Regions from separate parts of the Zea mays genome. Here region 2 is linked to region 1. Evidence: chromatin contacts called from public Hi-C data. All regions are on one chromosome and are shown on one strand. The core of a region is the stretch at or near the end of the contact, and the rest is flanking DNA. Distances in the headings are between cores, read along the strand shown.

Region 1 (3,318 bases), core at 592-3,091:
TAGGAGGCGACCTTACCATCGTTGGCGAGGTGAGGTTCCTTGAGAACTAGTTACTAAAAAGTCATGGAGAAGTCAGGCAGCAGATCAATGTCGGCAATGTTGTTGGTGATGCTAAAGAACCCTAGGTTATAGCCGCGTAGTATGTTGATGACAAGTTGTGAGTCAAGGACGGTGTGGTCGACATCACTGGGTGCATCAGTGGTAGCCTTTTTCTAGCAGTACTCATCGATGGGGAGGTCACCCTGAGTCATGGAGTGCACCTTGTGACTAAGGAAGATTGCATAGGGAGTCTTGTTTGTCAAGTAGAGGTACTTGATGGCAGTCCAGAGCAAGGGGTTGTTTGGTGGCTCTAGGATGACGCAGAGAATGTCGCATGCGATAGAGATGAGGAGCCAGTAGCAGACGCAAGAGTCGGCGACAACCTAAGCTGAGTCCTCGAGATGTGTCGTCGTTGTGCCATCAACATGTGGATGAAGGTCAAATTTGCTGCACAAGATGGGAAGAAGGCCGACTAGCGAGTAAAGCTAGGGCACTTCAACTCAAGGGTGATTGGCACCTAGGGCTTCATGATGATGGAAGCGTACAAAAGAATGTTGAACGACAACATGAGATCCGATTCGGAAGAGGTGCTGGTAAGGGCACTACACGTGGCGTTAGATGTCGACCTTGCCATTATGTTGATGGGAGAGGTGACGTTGGCGTGGTGGAGTGTCGACTTCGTCGGCTAGGGTTAGAAGAAGAGGTAGGTGCAGGCCCAATGAATGAGTGGCTCAGCAACATGAAACATATCGTGTGTAGGAGTTGGTGATGACGGGGTGGGCATTGCCCAAGGGTGGGTGGGCTAGGAACATTTTTATGTCAAATATAGTACTTCAAAAATCTGTTAGTGATAATCTAATAATATTTATTTGGTAATATAGATACATGTATTTTTATATAGACTTACACAAAACTTGAATGTCATTGCCTTTTAAATACGAAGTATACAAACTATGATGATTTAATCTTACAAGTGCTGGTGTCAGTAGCAATTTTCATTATGGATGGTCAACCTAATGGTGAGCAAGATGCAAGGTTGGGTGGCTAAGGCCATATTTGGTGGTTAAGGCCATGTTCGAAACATCTAGAGCCAATAGTTAGCTACTAAAAATTAGTTGTTGGATTCTAAACACCTTCAGTTAATAACGTAGCTAATTGTTAGCTACCTTTTAACTAACAATTAGTTCATTAGCTGACTCAACCCAGCTAATAATTTATTAGTTGACTAACTATTAACTTTAGGGATTTCCAAATAGAACCTAACTAACAAGGTGGCCACTAGCAATGTAATCCTACAGATATCACCTTGTACTAGCGGCTATATGTATATCCTGCCCTACGAAGACTTTCTATTTGGCTGTCAAGTGTCAAATGTACTCTCCACGAGTCATTAAGCAAACAAGACTCGGATCGGATCCACATCTGACATCTCTGACAAACTCAACATGCATGTGAGAGACGAGAGAGGAATGACAGCCAAAGTGTACTATGCAATTTAATAAATGCCGTTTGACATGTATAGGCCCTTTGTTAAGTAAAGTAAACCAAGCTACCTCAGGTCTACTGGTTAACTGAGATTTCTTTCTGGTGATGAATGGGGTGATCATCTCGGTGACCACTAGCGGTGTGGACACGGCGGGTTGGGCCAGGCCACCGGTGTCAGTGAACCGAGAGCCCCTCAGATCTGAGCACCACTGACCGGCGACCCATCACCGCGGCGGTTGACCCCCAACCCCCCGTCTCCCACTCTCCCGCCTCCCTATAACTAGTCTCCTTTCCACTCCCCGCCTCGCGAGACCACACGCGACGGCTGCCTCCACCACGCCGATGGCGACCGCTCACTCACCCAGCTGAACAACTCCGCCGAGCACGCGCAAGCAGCAGGAGCGATAGAGATAGAGGAAGGCGACGAGGAGCTCGGTCCGAGCTACTAGCTGCGGCTGCGGCGACCATGGAGTTGGACCGGCTGCTGCTCGACCAGCTGGCTGGCGAGGCCCTGCGGGAGCTGCTGCACGCCGTCCAGGGCACCCTGTTCTGCCGCTCCACTGCCGAGCGCCTGCGCCGGAGCGTCGAGCCGCTGTTGCCGCTCGTGCAGGGCCTCGGCCCGCACGCCCAGCGCTCCGCGGGGGACCTCGGCGAGCTCGCGGCGCGGGTCAGGGAGGCGCTCGACCTGGCCCGCCGCGCCGCCACGTCCCCGCGCTGGAACGTCTACCGCTCCGCGCAGCTGTCGCGCCGGATGGAGGCGGCCGACCGCGGCATCGCGCGCTGGCTGGAGCGCCACGCCCCCGCGCACGTCATCGGCAACGTGCGCGGTCTCCGCGACGAGTCCCACGCGCGCATCGCCCGCCTCGAGCGCCGCGTTGACGAGATCGCCGCCAGCGCCGCGCAGCCGCCGCCCCCAGCCCTCTCCGTCCCCGTCGCGCCGCACAAGGGCGTGACCATGCCGATGGAGGTGCCAACTCACAAGGGCATGGCTATGCCGATGCCGATGCCGGTTCCTGTGCAGGCGGTGCCCGCCAAAGCCGGGGTGGTGGCCATGGACATGGACCTCACCGAGGGACACGAAAACGAGGGGATGGTTGGCGCCGGCGTTAAGGTGGCCAAGGAAAAGGTGAAGGAGATGGTTATGAGCGGCGGCGGCGGCGGCTGGGAGGTGGTCGGTATCTCCGGCATGGGCGGCAGCGGCAAGACCACGCTCGCCATGGAGATCTTCAGGGATCATAAGGTCCGAGGTAAGGAGAACAAGAACCAGATCATAACCATCTTTTCCTTCAGTCCTTTTCCAAATCGTGCAAAAATTGTAGCTTTCCATGAATTATTGGGTGGAAAATTCTCCAGATTGGGGGCGTGGCCGTGGCATCTTGGATGGTTGGTTTACGTGCGTGTCGTGCAATTAGGTGAAGCGAGGTTGATGCTTTCGCTTTTCCCCAAACCTCATGCTTGGTCAAATTTGGCGCTTTGACCAGCTAGTGGCAACTGTACTATTGTGATGGGGTTAGATTACTTCTGAATTCTCACAACTATAAGTGTACCACAACATCTACTCTGAAATTCTGCTTGGACTTGAGTAACTTTATCGTGTTCATGGTTGCCTAGTGGCTGCTTAATCTTAAATCAAGATAGATACCTGTTTAATGAACGGCACATGAGACTAACTAAATCTATTTCACAAAGAATGAACCCAATTCAGATCCAACTATCCAAGTAACCTGCTTCTTCGGGGGGGAAAAAGAAGATCTGGAGCTATGCCAATTTATTGTCTTCTGCTAGTGCAAGGAA
Region 2 (3,157 bases), core at 205-2,704, 140 kb after region 1:
AAAGAAACCGACACATTCATTTATATAAAAAAATGGTATAGTGAAGTTTTCCTAATCCAAGGTTCATCGGGACTGAACATTCATATGGTCAAAATGCTACACAAGTACTACAAGATGGAAATGTAAGCAAGTGACTCACCTTCTCAATAAGACAAGATGGAGAAAGGTAGCTCATCTTGGAATCGAGTGCTTCTTTGGTCAGTAGAGGTCCATAGGTTGCAGCCAAGATTGCAGCTGCAGCCACAGTGGACGGCCTGTGATCAAGCACGCTACCAGCTGCACGAATAGTCCAACACCGAGCAGACCAGACAGTCAGAGCAATGCACGCAAGACAGATCACTAGGTGTCAGACAAGAGAGAGAGATTAATAAAAAAAAGATTCGATTTTGATGTGTATGAACCTTCAGCCGTGGCAAAGATGAAACCGATGGCCTTGTGGGCGACGTGGCCGCCGGCGCCGGCGCCGCCGTGCGGGTGGACCCGGGAGGAGAAGCAGGGGAGGAAGTCCAAGGGCGTGACGGCGCCCATGCGCCATCCGAGCGTGGACAGCACCAGCAGCTCCATCCGCCGGATGGACGCCGAGTCGAAATCGTAGCCGCCGGCGTGGAACTCCGACAGCGCCGGCACCTGGCACTCCTCCATCTTGGCGGCCACGGACACGCACGCCACGGACAGCAGCTGCGCCGCCCACGGCATCGCCTCCCTCTGCAGTTACCATTGCAATGCCTGGCGTGATTCGCGCGCCCCCAAAAGCAGAGGCTTTTTTTATAAAAAAAGGCGGCGCGGATAGAATACATCGACGCGTCGCCGGAGGAGGAAGCTATCGAAGTAGGCGATGGCGAGGTACGCCGTCCGGTGGCCGAAGCCGAAGCACCCGCGGGTCTGCAATAGCGAATGATGCAATCAGTTGCCACGCCAACCTGATGCCGTCAAGGAGCTAGAGCTAAGCTAATCGTGACTCACTTCAAGAATCCACTTGACGGCGGCGAGGCGAGCTTGCCGAAACCACTCCTCAGAGGCGAGCGAGGGGTATTCTTCGTCTCCTTCGCCGTCGCCGTCGCAGTCCGCGGCTGAGTCGGAGGAGGAGCAGAGGCTGGTCTCCTTAAACACCAGCTGCTCCAAATACTCCTCTTCCTCCTCTTCGCCGGCATTGTAGAGCGGGAGGAACTCGTCGTCGTCTACGACGCCGTTGCCGAGGTCGGCGCAGTCTTCCTCGCAGGTCAGCGAGAAACCGCGCTCCGACCAGTCATCCACCGCCGCCACCGGCATCATCTCGTCAGACGTGTCACCACGCTTATAGTCGATTAGTTACGGCGCACGTCGAGCAAGAAGCAAGAAGCCAAGAACCATGCGTGAGGGGCGCGAGCTCTGAAATATCTGATGGTATGGTGGTCGGCGGCGAGGTGGCGGCGGCGGCGACGACGGCGGCGGCCGTGGAAGAGGCCGACGTGATGGCGAGAGTGAGATGGCAACCGAAGCCTCCTCCGGTCCTCCCCTATTTAACTGGTTCCAGCATTTTAACCGCTCATGTTATCTGCTGCTTTAATCCACTTGCTTAGATTTTTACAATATTTTATTTTTATAGATTACAACGGCATCAGTTCAAACAGCTTTAATTTAGTGGCAGCGTAGTGTATTCGTTTGGCTTTAATCTATACTAGCTTTGTTGGAGACCAAAAGTGTCTCGCGGGTCCAGACAGTCCGCGGTGGTAGCGCGGACGGTCCGCGCGTGCGCAGAGTCAGTTATAGTTTCTAGTTTCTCGCGGGATTTGTTACCTAAAACCTCGGGATTAACTCGGAAATCAGTTTGAAGCGGATCCAGACCTCCCCTTTATATAGATGAAGGGCTACGGCCGATTAAACCCCCCAACAATCGAACAAATCAAGTCTATTTCTCGTTTTTCCCATACGCATTAGGAATAGTTCTAGTCTAGTTCTAGGTTAGCTTCTCAATCCTCAAATCCTCCGCTTCTCTTCGACTCTACGTCGATTAGAAGAGTCTAGGTCGGCCTGCCGAGCCTAGACAACTCCTAGGATCTCTCCTCCCCGACGGGATCCCTAGCTCCCGGGAGCGAGATCCAGGCGCCGTCGGCGACCTTTCGCCGCCCCCTGCGCACGCGCGGACCGTCCGGCCCTAGGGCACGGACCGTCCGGCCGTTAGGCAGGGAACGTCAGCCTCTGTTCCAGGTCGCGGACCGTCCGGTCCCTGGTCGCGGACCGTCCGCTCCTGTGCAGAGAGCACCGCCGCCGGTTCTTGTTGAGTGTTTGGCGCCCGAAAAAGGTGTCAACATACTTTTGGCGACTCCGCTGGGGAAAGGTGTTTAGATCTACTAAAAATCAGGCCCTCAAATGGCCGGTTCTAAAGATCACACTGATATCTCCCCGGACAATATCCTGAAGCCGGCTGTTGAAAGTCTGACGGCCGATGAGCAACAACAATACGATGACTACATGCGTCAAGCGAAGGAGAAATTCTTATCACAATACACAGTGGATCGCCACCAGAAAGTTGTCAAACATGGAGAGACCGACGTCGCATCTCTTCTATCTTCGCTTCAAGTCCCCAATGTAAGTACATCTGACGACATCCAATCTATTAAACAGTATGTAGATCATCAGCAGAATCAAATGAAACAACAGATTGGAGGGTTAGAAGAGTCAATTAGAAAATTAACACGTACATTGGAGAAGTCTGTTGCTCCTAGTTTTCCATCATATGAGACTAGTAATAGGATATCCATGTCTAATACATCGGCAACAAATGGGGATTTACAGCCCCAACCATTATATGGTATGCCGATGAACTCATATCCAGGGCAAGTACCACCACCGCCGTCCCTGCTTGGCAGATCGGCGCCCCTAAACATAGTCGGACCATCCGAGCTTCTGCCCGGACCGTCCGGCCCATATGCGGACCGTCCGGCTTGCTCTGCCGGACAGTCCGGGGCTGCCCTAGGACCGCCGCCGTCCCTGCTTTGCAGATCGGCTACCCTGGACGCGGTTGGACCGTCCGAGCTTCTACCCGGACCGTCCGAGCTTCTACCCGGACCGTCCGACCCTTATGCGGACCGTCCGGCTTTCTATGCCGGACAGTCCGAGGCCGTACCAGGACTACTGCGTGGCGCCCCAATAATGGCGAACACGACCGACCAGTTCA

What was found. A called contact is a pair of places that touch in the nucleus more often than the background predicts.
Region 2: a contact with region 1 is called in a Hi-C map of tassel, with 5 times the contacts expected there. The contact joins the promoter of LOC100501413 here to the promoter of LOC100272591 in region 1. A contact is called at or near these places in 5 of 25 Hi-C or Micro-C datasets (ear, endosperm, leaf and 1 more).

Annotation. Positions count from the first base shown.
Region 1 is chr3:114,685,739-114,689,056 of Zm-B73-REFERENCE-NAM-5.0, forward strand. It overlaps LOC100272591 (putative disease resistance protein), which reads left to right and starts at 1,842. Exons shown (of 4, transcript NM_001359661.1): 1 at 1,842-2,771. The coding sequence starts at 1,991.
Region 2 is chr3:114,823,977-114,827,133 of Zm-B73-REFERENCE-NAM-5.0, forward strand. It overlaps LOC100501413 (Cyclin-D5-1), which reads right to left and starts at 1,455. Exons shown (of 5, transcript NM_001196135.1): 1 at 964-1,455; 2 at 796-882; 3 at 402-705; 4 at 140-276. The coding sequence starts at 1,272.